Regions from separate parts of the Sus scrofa genome. Here region 2 is linked to region 1. The links are chromatin contacts, called in public HiChIP or PLAC-seq maps. All regions are on one chromosome and are shown on one strand. Each heading gives the region's core, a stretch centred on a gene start, on an enhancer-like site or on the middle of the called end of the contact. The rest is flanking DNA. Distances are from core to core; before and after follow the strand shown.

The links. HiChIP or PLAC-seq counts read pairs in DNA pulled down with a chosen protein or histone mark.
Region 2: an H3K27ac HiChIP or PLAC-seq map of alveolar macrophages shows a contact between it and region 1. The contact joins the promoter of WDR55 here to the promoter of HBEGF in region 1. A contact is called at or near these places in 2 of 5 promoter capture datasets (both in liver) and 1 of 2 datasets of contacts at active chromatin or transcription factors (alveolar macrophages).

Annotation. Positions count from the first base shown.
Region 1 is chr2:142,113,008-142,119,685 of Sscrofa11.1, reverse strand. HBEGF (heparin binding EGF like growth factor) reads left to right here and starts at 4,799. Exons shown (of 5, transcript NM_214299.1): 1 at 4,799-4,844; 2 at 5,049-5,222. The coding sequence starts at 4,799.
Region 2 is chr2:142,375,681-142,382,421 of Sscrofa11.1, reverse strand. WDR55 (WD repeat-containing protein 55) reads right to left here and starts at 3,955. Exons shown (of 7, transcript XM_003480931.4): 1 at 3,654-3,955. The coding sequence starts at 3,844. It overlaps IK (protein Red), which reads right to left. Exons shown (of 19, transcript XR_001307243.2): 18 at 6,362-6,670; 19 at 6,087-6,278.

The DNA.
Region 1 (6,678 bases), core at 3,550-6,049:
TTTAAGCTTTGTCCCCATGAAATGGGGAGGAGTATCTAGTTTTAGGGCAGTTGTGAGGACCACACGAGATGATGCCTCGGAAGTGCTGAACCATGGGAAGAGTCACTGCTTTAAAGCTCTTCAGCCTCTGCCTCAGATGTTCAGATTTTGTTCAGATACTTGAGTCATTATTCTAGTTAATTATGCAGCCCAGTGCTTCCGAATCAGGCTGATGTCAGAATTATCTGCTGGGAGTATAAATGTTTGGGCCCCACCCCAGGAGTTTTGAAAGAGGAGCAGTGGGGTGGGGCTTGGGCCTTTTTATCTTAAATAAATTCCCATGTAATCCTGATGCACAGCCAGGTGTAGGAGAACGCGTCTACTAGCGTAGACATCTCAGGCGCAGCGGGGAAGGACTCAGGTCAGTCCCCTCTCCAAGTCCCCTTTTCCCCTTTCTTGTCACCACCAGGACCTCTTCCCCACTGGCTTGCAAGTGCTCCCCCCAAAGGAAGGTCCGCGTGGCCTAGCAGAGTCAGTGGCACGCGGTGTCCCACGGAGTTGGGCTTTCTGGAGGCCTGGGAAGCAGGACGCCAGGGTTTCTGTTGCGGATTTGCTCCCTCGTGACTCATTGGTTTCCCAGGGACTGTAGTTTTCCAAGCCTCAGTTGCCATGGTCAATAGACAGGAAAGCAGAGTGCCTGTCTGCTTTCTCAGGAGTCTGTCCCAGGTACCTGACAGCCAGAGAGCAGGTGGGGGAGGCCTGGGTAGAGAGAGGGGAGGAGGCGGAAGAATCCTGCTGCATACCTGCACTTTTTGTGGATGGTTCTTTGATACAGTGATGGAGAATCAAGTCCAGCATCTCCCTCGGCCTGTAACATGCTCTGTTATCTGTCCTTTAGCCTTGGCTTCAATGTTATCTTGTAACCCTCCCTCCTTTCTGGCCTTCTTGCTGTCCCCTGCATGCTCCAAGCTTGTTCCCACCTCAGAGTTTTTGCCCTATCTGCATGGCTCAGAATGCTTTGTCCATGCATCATCGCAAGTTTGATTCCTTCCACTTGTTCAGGCATCAGCTTATAGGTCACAGGCTCAGAGAGACTTTTGCTCATCAGCCACCAAATCTCAAGTGTTGTTCCAAGCAAGCCCTGGGAAACATCATCCTATGGTATATCGTTGAATTTTAACTTTCATTTTAGCACTTATCATAGACTCTATTTTCATTTTTTTTTTTTGTCTTTCTTTCTTTTTGGTTGCACCCATGCCATGTGGAAGTCCTTGGGCCAGGGACTGAACCTGTACCACAGCAGCAACCCGAGCCACAGCAGTGACAATGCCAGCTCCTTAACTCACTGCACCACAAGGGAACTCCTCTACTTTCCTTTCTTATTTTCTTTATTTAAGTTTTTTATGGCTGCACCTGTGGCATATGGAAGTCCCTGGGCTAAAGGTCGATTTGGAGCTGCAGCCGAGCCCTCCATCACAGCTCGTGGCAGTGCCGGATCTTGAACCCACTGAGCGAGGCCAGGAATAGAACCCGCATCCTCATGGAGACACAGCTCTGTGAGGGTTCTTAATCTGCTGAACCACAAGAGGACCTCCTGTTTTCCTTTTTACTTTATTTAATGTGTTGCCCCTCGCCCTACTGTAGAATGTTAGCTCCGTAAGAGCACATCCGTGGCTCTGTGGTTTATCGCTGTGTCCTAGTGCCCAAAAAACGATTCATTGCTTGTTTGTGGAATAAATGAGTTAGTGATGCTGTCCCAGCATGAATCGTGATTACTCTTTCTTTCTTTTTTGGGGGCTGCCCCGAGGCATACAGAGATCCCAGCCACAGCCTTCAACTAAGCCGCAGCTCTGGCAATGCTGGATCCTTAACCCACTGTGCTAGGCTGGGGACGAACCCACATCCCAGCACTCCCAGAACACTGCCAATCCCATTGCACCACAGCGGGGAGCTCCAAGTTTACTTTTTTTTTTTTTTTTTTTTTTTTTTTTGTCTTTTGTCCTTTTTAGGGCCGCACCTGAGGCATGTGGAGGTTCCCAGGCTAGGAGTCTAATCGGAGCTTTAGCCACTGGCCTACGTCACAGCCACAGCAACACTAGATCCGAGCCACGTCTGTGACCCACACCACAGCTCACGGCAATGCCGGATCCTGAGCCCACTGAGCGAGGCCAGGGATGGAACCGGCAACTTGATGATCCCTAGTCGGATTCGTTTCCGCTGTGCCACGACGTTTACTTTTTCTAATCGAAAGACGCTCAAGGTTCTGAGAGGAGAAGTGACTGTCCCCCAACCATTCCAGGTCTTTTGTCTTCATTTTCCAGGCCCTTCCCATAAAACCTGGCTGACACACAAAGCTCGCAGGGGTGAGGCTCGCAGGGGTGATGAAAGCTTGGAGTTGCCCCATGAATGGGCTAAGGCTGATGTGGGGGTGAGAAGGCGGAAGGACAGAGCTTGTGAAGGCAGAGGCAGGCTGGGGCAGGAGAGTAGGGTGTGACCCTGCCGTGCTGGGGGCAGGAGGGGTGACCTGGCCGGGTGGCAGGAAGTGTTTCCCTTCCTCCTCCCTTCAGGAGAGCCCTGACCCCAAGGTGGTTTTGTTTTAGGGAAGCAGGTGGCCAGGCAGTTGCTGAGGGAGAACAAAGGTGTGGCCTGGGTGGTGACAGCTACTGAGGTTCTCGGCCCGATACTGATCACCCAGAGGAACAATCCCAAAGTGGCATTTAGCCAAACGGGTGATAGGTGAGTTTCCTCCTAAAACCAAGTCAACTACACATGGCGTCTCAGACCTCTGGGAAAGGGAGAGAAAAAAGGTTTCTAAGGAAAAGCAATGGTCCGTGTACAATGCTTAGTAATATAACAATAACAATAGGTCACAGTCATTATACTATGTCTGGCCCTGTACTAAGTCCTTCATACGTGTTCCCGAGGGCAAGCTTCAAGACGCTGTCTACAAAGTAGGTGTTATTATTATTGTTGTCTCCGTTGGAGAGATGTGGAAACTGAGGCTCAGCGACATTAAATATTTGTCCAAGGTCACACAGTAAGAAGCAACATCAGGATTCCAGTTTGGGACTTTCGTGATTCCAGCATCGTGGAAACCGGAATCTGGAGCGAGTTGCTGGGGCAAATTAAAGCGCACAGCGCCCCACTGACCCCTACACAAGCGGGGATGAGGAGGGAGAGTGGGATAGACTGTGTATAAATAGCAGGCCTGTTTTTATCCCTACACATGGGCTGCATCAGGCCAGCAGCTCTATCTGGCACAACTTGAGGGCTCTGAATGCCAACCCAGCCCTGTGTCATACAACTCCCGCCCCAGCACGTCCCTGGGAGCTGAAATGCCTACTGAGAGAGTCATTTCTTTGGGCCAGGACACTGACTCCAGAAGACCCCTGTAAAAATACTTCGGATGGAAGAGAAACACATCAATCTCCTGGCACCTGTTTTTTTGTTTTTGTTTTTGTTTTTTTTTTTGTCTTTTCTAGGGCCACTCCTGCGGCATATGGAGATTCCCAGGCTAGGGGTCTAATCAGAGCCTACACCAGAGCCACAGCAACGCGGGATTCCAGCCGCGTCTGCCACCCACACCACAGCTCACGGCAACATCAGATCCTTAACCCACTGAGCAAGGCCGGGGATTGAACCCGCAACCTCATGGTTCCTAGTTAGATTCGTTTTCACTGAGCCACGCCGGGAACTCCTGGCACCTGTTGAACGCAATAACCTAGGCTAACTAGCTGGGGCCTGCGGGAGGGGCCCAGTTCCCACGCTGGCGGAAGATGATGGGATTCGAAGGCTTGTTTCGCAGCCTGTGTCTCTCCCTCCGATGCCGGAAGCCTGGGAATTATAACCCATAGTTCAAAAATCTTAATGGAGACTATGTCCACTGAGACAAAGATGGGGAGAAGCCTCTCCAGCGGCTGAAAGAATACTGGTAACTTTCTTCGCCTTTGCTGGATGGATACCAAGGGCCTGCAGCTGCCACTCTGGTAACCTCTCAGGCTCACCTGAGACCTGTTGGCTTTCATTGTCTAATTTTCAAATGATAAATGAGTTAATTATTATGTACTCCTTGATTTGTGGGGAGGCAAAGAAGCGGGTATCTGAAGCTCAAATGATGACCTGAGTGGGGGATCCCTGGTTTAGAACAGGGATGCCGGGAGGGACCAGGCCTGGAAGAGACGAGGAGCGTCCAAGGGCGAAGCGCCGCTCAGCCGTCACAGGGCTGCCGCGCGACAAGCATTTGGGGAAAGGTAGGACCGGGTCCCCGCCACCTGCCGGTCAGCAGCCCTACCCACAGTCAGGCCGCGGCCGCCCTGGCCTGGTCCCAAAATATGTGAGCGCCGCCCCTCGCTCCCGCCCCCTTTCCCCGCCGCGCCCGCGGGGTCGGGGGCTGCGCGGCCGGCGCCGGGAGCCGGGCGGGCGTCCCGGCGCGCGGGGCGGGCGGGGGGGGGGGTGGAGGGGGCGGCGGGAGGCGGGGCGGAGCTTGGGCGCCTCGCGGAGCTTTATTCCCGGCCGCGCGCCGAGCGGCGCTCAGTCGACCGAGGGAGCTGCGCGCGGCACGCGGCTGGCCTGGCTGAGGCGCAAGGGCTCGGGCGGGCGGGCGGACAGACGAACCGACAGACGGAGTGAACGAGAGAGGCGCCGGGCAGCCGCGAGCTCCCCGCACATCCCAGCCAGGCCTGCACCCCAAGGCCGGCAGCAGATCGTGCCCGGCGGGGTCTCCTGCGCTCTGCCCGCCCCGGCTCCCGTGCCAGCGCCCAGCTCCCGCCGCCGCCTCTAAAGTGATCGCTGCCTCGCCGCCTCCGCCCGGCCCGGGACCATGAAGCTGCTGCCGTCGGTGGTGCTGAAGCTCTTTCTGGCTGCAGGTAGGAGGGCTGCTGCCGCTCCCGGGGGTCGGTCGGGGGGGATGGGGACGCTCTGCCGGGGGGCACGGAGGGAGATCGCTGCTGCGTCCCCGGCGCGGGCCACTTGGTGGGGCCCGTGTTCCCTGGCGGGCGGGCGCCGGCTGCGGTACGTAGCGACGGGGGTCTGGGCGGGGGGTCTGATGCGGCCTTGCCCCTCACCCGCAGTGTTCTCGGCGCTGGTGACCGGCGAGAGCCTGGAGCGCCTGCGGAGGGGGCTGGCGGATGGAACCAGCAATCTGGTCTCCCCTACCGAATCTACGGACCAGCTGCTGCCCCCGGGAGGTGGCCGAGGCCGGGAAGTCCTGGACTTGGAAGAGGCAGACCTGGACCTTTTGAGAGGTTAGTGCTGGGGCTGTCCGTCCTTGGACCTTGGTGGGCAGTTGAAGAATAAGTGGATCTGGCAAGGATGCTGCTTGCACACACCTGCGGTTTGGGGGTTTTCAGGGAGGGAGGACTTCAAGGAAAAGCCCCTTGGCCTGCCAAGCTCCCTGGGGGATCCTAGAATGTAGGTCCTGTTGTCTTTCTCGCCCTGGGGTCTCACGTGGCTCCTTGCTGCCCTTCTGGATACTTGGGGGCAAATTGAGACAGGCAAGGTGTCTGGGCTCGGTCCATTCCTCTGAGGTAAACTGGGTGAGAGATGCAAGGAATGCTTGAGATGCTTCCCTTAGAGTGTCTAGGTAAAAAGGGGCACAAGTCCTAGTTTCTACATCAAATGACTTTTATGCATAAAACAAGGTAACAGATGTTCGGATGCTGGGCACCTAGGAGGTGTGTCCTGTTAGCCTCCTCCGTCCACCTGTCTCCAGGTTGGGCAAACGGAGGGAAATGAGGAACTCTTGGTCCCTGCAGAGACCAGCTCCCCCTGGGAGGGCTGTGAAGAGTGAGCACTGGGTTCCTAGAGAGCTGTATTGAAATGCTGGGTGTCTCCCAAGTCTCCCCACGCCCGGATACTTCCTGACCACCTTGAGTCCCTGAGAGAGACTTCAAGGGAGGAAGGGCTGGTGGGATCCTCCCACCAGCCGAGCGCCGTGGCTGAGCACATGAGTGCAAGTACAGGGCAGAGTCCAGAGCCTCCGGTATTGCTCGCTTCCCTGCCCCCAGCCACCTGCAGAGATGCTTGAGGGTGGAGCAGGGACTGAGCCCTGGAGCCCTGGAATGACTATATTTGGCTGCAAAGATACCCACCTGTTCTAGCTCCGCCTGCTCCTCAGCTACCCCTCTTCTTACTCACTCAGCTTCCCTGAGGTGTTGTGTATAAACCCAGGGTCTGCTCCAAAGCTGAGGCTGGGCTCCTGCCTTCCATCCTCTTGACAGTGGCCCTCTGGGGTCACCCTTGGCCTGAACAACCTGGATCCTCCTGGCCCTGTCCTTCTAGGCAGGGCAGAGCGGGGCCGTGACTCACCCTCCACCCACACAGCTGCTCCTCATACCTCTGCAGACCTGACTCACTGCTCCCTCTCCCCGGCAGGAGCCTAGCTGTCCCCCTGTCACTCTCTCCCTCCCTTTTCTGACCAGCTTGGCCCTTCTGCCTCAGTTTCGCTGCAGCTCTGGTCAGCAGCTTCCTCTGAGCATCCGCCTTACCTTCTGAGTTCTGAAGGGGTCTGGGGTTGCACCAGAAGAGCCGGGGGGTTGGGGAGGCGGCTACGGGACTGCTGGCACCTGCCACTTCCCTTGTCTTGGGTTTGCTGGGCAAAAAGTCCATTTTTTCAGTTCTAGGGATCCTATCACCTTAAAAAAAAATGTTGCCATTTATTACGTGCCTTCTATGTACGAAGCACTCAATATGTTTTTGTGG
Region 2 (6,741 bases), core at 2,706-5,205, 260 kb before region 1:
GTCCCTGAAAGCCCCAGCCTGAGGAAAGATTAGGTCGAGATCACTATGGAGGTCCAGAAAGAGTTAATAACAGAAGAACAGCCCAGAAGTTGGAATGTAAAGACGAGTCAAATAAGTCTCCAGGTCTGTGGGACCTAGAGAAGGCCCCAATTAATTACGGCCTACTGTGGCCACACACTGAAACAGCGGTAGGATGAAAATGGAGATGAAGCAGGGCGGTACCGGCTTCGAGGCAAGTGCCTGTCCAGAGACCATCCCCGGTGCTGCCTCAGCACATTTTCGGAAGGCGCCAAATGAATAAGCGCTTTGCTTGAGGCAGAACTGGGCCTCCTGAACCCTTGCTCTTTCCTGGTGCCTCGCGCCCAGCGTGAAAAGGCTGCTTAATAACAGTCGCAGACTGAATGACTACCTGGGAAGCGAAGAGAGCCCGGGGAAGCTAGCTAAGGGACCATGAAGAATAAGTAGTTCACCTGGCGGAGAAGAAGGCGCAGATACTGGAGGCAGATGTCAGGGTCCCTCCCAGGGCAGAGATAAGCAATGAGGATTCAAGGGGCAAGAGAATGAAGCGGCTGAATTTGAAAAGATGGGCTGGAGACAAGCATGGCGACCAGGAAGTCTGAAGTGAATCCTTAACCGTGTTGATCAGCATAAATCTGAATTGAATCCTTTGGGGGCAAAAGGAACCACACCATTCTGGAATGGTCATGGGAGATTAGAGGCCTCCAGAAGGCAATGGCTGAAAGTAGGGAAGAGGAGACAAACTGAAACTGGGGGGGGGGTAGTTGGGGGTCCAGGGTGACTCCCGAGTACCAGGCATTGAAAATATGGATAGAATATGGATAGAAGGAGCAAAGCTCACTGCAAAGTATTTCCTATTGTTCCCATTTTCTTTCTTTTTTTTTCTTTGTCTTTTTAGGGCCGTACCGGGAGCTTATGGAGGTTTCCAGGCTAGAGGTCAAAGTGAAGCTGTAGCCACTGGCCACAGCCACACCAGATCCGAGTTTCCAATGAGCCACGACGGAAACTCCTATTGTTCCCATTTCAAAGATGAAAGTACAGGAGTTCTCTCGTGCCTCGGTGGGTTAAGGATCTGGCATTGTCACTGCTGTGGCTCTGGTTACAGCTGTGCCTTGGGTTCAATCCCTGGCCTGGGGACTTGTGAATGCCAACAGTAAGGAACAAAAAAGAGAAATTAACTTGCCCTACTTAAATTCATTAGGTAAATCTGATTGCACAACTCTCCTGGTTAAAGCCTTCAGTGGTTTTCCGCTGCTTCCAGCCTACATCTTTTATTCAAAATCAAACATGTATTGAGCACCCACCCTGGGCAAGAAGCAAAAGATAAAATGGAGAACTAAACAGGCTGCAAATTATACTCCAGACGTTTTTCAAATTCTAGTCATGAACCATTAGTGACCTGCAATCAACATATTCTGTGTGCCCACAGTAATGACAGAATAAACCAGAAAATATTGGGGGTTCTGCTGTGGCACAGTGGGTTAAGGATCCAACTTAAGAGCTGGATGAAGGTCTCAGCTCAGATTCAATCCCTGAGATGAAGCAGCTGAGATGAAGGTCTCAGCTCAGATTCAATCCCTGGCCTGGGTACTTCCATATGCCATGGATGCAGCGTTAAAAAAGAGAGAAAAAATGTCAGAGTGCATCACACATGATATGAAAGTTATTTTTATTTTGGGGCAACCTCAAAAAAGTTTCGGAGTTCCCGTCGTGGCGCAGTGGTTAACGAATCCGACTAGGAAACATGAGGTTGCGGGTTCGGTCCCTGCCCTTGCTCAGTGGGTTAACGATCTGGCGTTGCCGTGAGCTGTGGTGTAGGTTGCAGATGCGGCTCGGATCCCGCATTGCTGTGGCTCTGGCGTAGGCCGGTGGCTGCAGCTCCGATTCGACCTCTGGCCTGGGAACCTCCATATGCCGCGGGATCGGCCCAAGAAATAGCAACAACAACAACAACAAAAGACAAAAAGACAAAAAAATAAATTAAAAAAAAAAAAAAGTTTGAAAAACTTTCTGGCCGCACCTACCACATGTGGAAGTTCCCAGAAGAAGGATGGAAACAGAGTCACAGCGGTGACAACACCAGATCCTTAACCACTAGCTCATCAAGACAGTGACCTCCACTAAACATTTTTTAGTCGAGGAGATGATATTCAAATAATTACACAAACAAATATATGATTACACACTGTTAAGAAATTTACTGGAGTTCCCGTCATGGCTCAGTGGTTAACGAATCCGACTAGGAACCATGAGGTTGCGGGTTCGATCCCTGGCCTCGATCAGTGGGTTAAGGATTCAGCATTGCCGTGAGCTATGGTATAGGTCGCAGACGCAGTTGGGATCCTGCGTTGCTGTGGCTGTAGCATAGGCTGGCAGCTGTAGCTGATTCTACCCCTAGCCTGCGAACTTCCATATGCTGTGGGTGTGACCCTAAAGAGACACACACACACAAATTATAAGGAAAAAGTATTTGGTGCCAAGGGAGCACCTAACAATTTAGTCTGGAGTATATTGAAAGAATAAAGACACACTAATAACTCAAGTACAATTGGTGCAAGGGAGGCAAAGGAGTTTTCCAGACAGAAGAAATTATGTGCAAAGGAGCTGAGGCTTCAGGGAACATTAAAAAGGAAAGGAAAGGAAAGGATGAGGAGATCCCTGGTGTCTCAGCAGGTCACCGATCTGGCAGTTGTCACTGCTGTGTTGCGGGTTCGAAACCTGGCCCTCGGAACTTAGGCTTGCCTCAGCGAAGCCCCTCCACCCCAAAAAAAGGGTAACGATGAATAAAGGCAAGCTATCAAAGAACTGTGTGTGTGGGGGGGGGTGGTTGCTGTTGTTGCTGTTTTCTCTTTTTAGGGTCGCACCTGCAGAGCTAGGTTAAATTGAAGCTGCAGCTGCTGGCCTATGCCACCCAGGATCCAAGCTGCATTTGGTTTGTTTTTGTTTGCTTGTTTTTTGCTTTTCAGGGCTGCACCTCAGACGTGTCTGCGACCTACATCACAGCTCACGGCAACGTTGGATCCTTAACCTACTGAGAGGCCAGGGATCGAACCCGCAACGTCACGGTTCCTAGTCAGATTCGCTTCCACTGAGCCACGGCGGGAACTCCCCAAGCCGCATTGGTGACTTGCAGCAACTAAATCCGTAACCAACTAAGCAAGGCCAGGGATCGAACTCCCATTCTCTCCTTCACTATGTCTAGTTCTTAACCCGCTGAGCCACATCAGGAACTCCTATTGAAGGGTTTTAATCAAAGAAGTGAGGTGGTCAGATCTGTTTTAAAAGATGAATTAAAGTGGGCAAGAAGCAAAAGCAAGGGCACCCTCGGTCCTGTTTCAGGATCAATACAATACTGTGGTGGGAAAAACAGTGTCCCGAACGCCTACTAGTCCGCCTATTTGTCCAGGTTCCGTCAGGACGTTCCAGGCACTCTGTCTTTCAGTTCTTTCAAGAGATTTGTGTGGTAACTTGCTTAGCCGAATGTTACTGAACGAACTGGACAAGACTGAGTCTGGTAAAATTAGTCTCACTGTAACTTTCTCTCCTCCTCCCAGCTCCATCCCTGCGGAGCTTCCAGATACTGCAGCCCCGGACTCTCCACGCTGACCACGCCCTCAGCCCTGCCCCGCACTTACACGAACACGTCCCCGTCCACGTCCCCAGCCGCCAGGAGATCGCGGGCGGGATGGAACGCCAACCCACTGGCTGGAGCTTCCAGCACAATGTCTTCCGGAGTGTCCCGGATCCGGGCTGGGGCTTCCGTAGAGTCGGGGTCCTCCTCGTCGCTCACTTCGTCCGTGGGCTTCTCCTCACACGTGCGATCCATGAACCGGAGGATGCGAGCGGCGCAGCAACTGTCCAGTGAGCCCACAACAACTAGACACACGGCGGGAGGAGTGGCCCGGAGCACCACTTCCGGGTTAGAGAGCCGGGCAGGAAGTGACGTTCCCCATGACCCGGAAAAGGCGGGGCGGGACGCAACTGGTGGGTGAACCGACCCTAGGAGCCAGACTCGCCTGTAGCCTATTCCGTGGGTTGCCACGGAGTGGGTTCCAGGGCCTGTCAGGCTGCGCAACCGTCAGTCTCCCTCCTTGGTGACTCACATAAAGCTGGGAACTGCGTTAAACTCCTTTCTCTTATTCTGATCAATGATGACAGTTTCGTTCCGGCAGTAAAGATGACTTCCTGCCCTCGGGATAGAAAAGGGCTCGCCAGCTTGTCAAGACCATGACAAGCCGCAGCCAGTTTGGTCAGTAAGTAACAAGAGTCTACGCCGAGAGAACTTGACATTCGCGGGTAGTAGACAGCAGGCAGCCCGCGCACACGCCTAACCTGAGCCGTCAGTCCTCATCCTCGGGGCTAAAGCAATAGCCCCCGGCCGTTCCTACTATCACCCATGTTTCAGGTTGTCTTTCGGTTCTTTCAAGAGATTTGTGTGGTGACTTGCTGCAGACCCTCAGTGGGACTGGGCCAGCGCACAGTCCTCAGAGCTGACAAGGAGGTAGCTAAAAAGGAAAAATGGGCACGACCGTTGACGTTCTGGACATTCTGGTTTTCAGAGGTTCCACAAAGATGAGAGCACTGTATGGTGGGGCAAGAAAGGAGGAGCATGAACTCCTGTCTGAATAGAACCTTCTCACATCGTAGGAAGCCTAAGGCACCTTACATGCTGATGCCAACCCCCTTAGAGAGGTGAAAGAATTTAGGTTGGAGACCTCAGAAAGGTTCAAAGTCCCTTGTGTGATGTTGGAAGTCTTTATCCCTCACAATGTGGCCAAAAAGAATCTTGGTCACTTACGCAAAGCTTGGTGGTACTTGCAGAAACTTATTTTAAACTGGCTGTCAGTTCCTGTCATGGCTCAATGGTTAATGAACCTGACTAGGAACCATGAGGTTGCGGGTTTGATCCCTGGCCTCGCTCAGTGGGTTAAGGGTCCAGCGTTGCGTGAGCTGTGGTGTAGGTCACAGACGCAGCTCGGATCCCGTGTTGCTGTGGCTGTGGCCTAGGCCATCGGCTACAGCTCTGATTCGACCCCTAGCCTGGGAACCTCCATATGCCGCAGGAGCGGCCCAAGAAATGACAAAAAAAAAAAAAAAGACAAAAAGATAAACTGGCTGTCAACCTCTTGATAAAGTCTCAGTCCTAGTACCTTCATCTGAGCCACATCTCTGGGACCTTTTTTTTAATTGGGACTGCTGCCTACAACCATGCAGGGTGTCACGTACTGTCTGATATTCTCCATCCTAGGTGCTATTGCACACTGGGCCCATTTTCAGCCTCCTATGTGCCATGCACAAAGTGGCTTCCTGAAAAAGCCCTTGCCCTATCCAAGTGAAAGTAACCAAAGGCGGTGGCTAAGGTGGCCATCTGACATTCCTGGAATCTAGTAAGCCCACAGGTCAGGACAGGCAGCTATGGATCCAAGCCAGAAAGAAGGGGTGACCCTTGGCGAGTACCAAACCAAATCGTTGGCAATAAGCAGAGAGGGAAAAAAGGGTGGGGATGGGTGATTTGGAGGCCAGGGAGCCCCCCTGGGCCTCGGCGAACTCGTCAGTGGTTGAGTGGCACTGAACCCTTCTGGTCTAAGACAGGGATTCCCCAGGTACTTCCCCTTCAGCCAGGTAAGCAGTGATAGCTGCTTAGAATTACCAAAGATCCCAGGAGGGCATTACCTTGTAAAAGGTTTTTGTTCCTAGGAGTGTTTCGCATCAGGTGCCGTCACCTAGAGCCCATCCTGTACAACCTTGGGATCAGACTGGCAGCCCACTCGGCTGATCCTAATTCCCAGGGAAACTCTGCCCTAAGACGAGGTCCCCAGATGGGCCCAGATGAGTCTGACATTTAAGACCAATCATCCTTAGCTTCCTCTGTCCATCCCTTGCCTATAAGTGAGGGTCAGTCTTCCTTCGCCATGGGGTACCCTGGCTAGTATACATACTGCATAGGAATCTAGAACCACAGTTCAGGAAAGGACTGAACTGACTTCCTCCACTTGATTTCTGTACAATCGGTGGAATTAGTAGCCCTCATGGTGCATCTGGGCCCTCAACAAAGAGAAGATAAGACAACAGGTTAACCAATTTTAATGGAACCAAAAGATTACACAATGAAATTTTATATACATTCACACACACACACACAAAAATCTTTCAACTGTTTTTTGGAATTGTAGAAAGCAAGCAGTGGGGAAAAAATCCTTGGGGAGATTATTCTTGGAGTTGGAACCAGAGATTAGTATTTTGGTCTTTTCACTTCAACCCTGCAGTAGGAGAAATAAGCATAAGATCAATACACTAGGCAATTCCCATGAGTCCCACCAAGAGTAAGAATAACGCTGCTCACCCATCAGCTTCCATCTTCTTCCTCTTCTCAATGATCTGCAAAAAGTACAGTTGGAGTCAATAGTTATGCTGCCAGCTAAGCTCACCTGAGACCCAAGGTGGGCTACTTCCATGGCTCTCCAGCCCCTGACTGTTCCTGAATCTGTGGGCCAGGGTCTCCTCCCAGCTGAAGCCCTCCCACCCAGAACCAGTCCCACTAACCGCACTAATCTTTTTCCACTGGCGATCAAGCTCTGCTTTGTCATTAGTTTCTTTGAAGCGCCTGGTTTTCCTCCCTTCAGACATCTTGATGCCATACTGGAATGCAGCCCTGAGGGGAAAAGCCAGCAGTTGAGGGAAGAAGGCATCAGAGGTTGCATAGCAACAGCAAAGTGTTCCCAG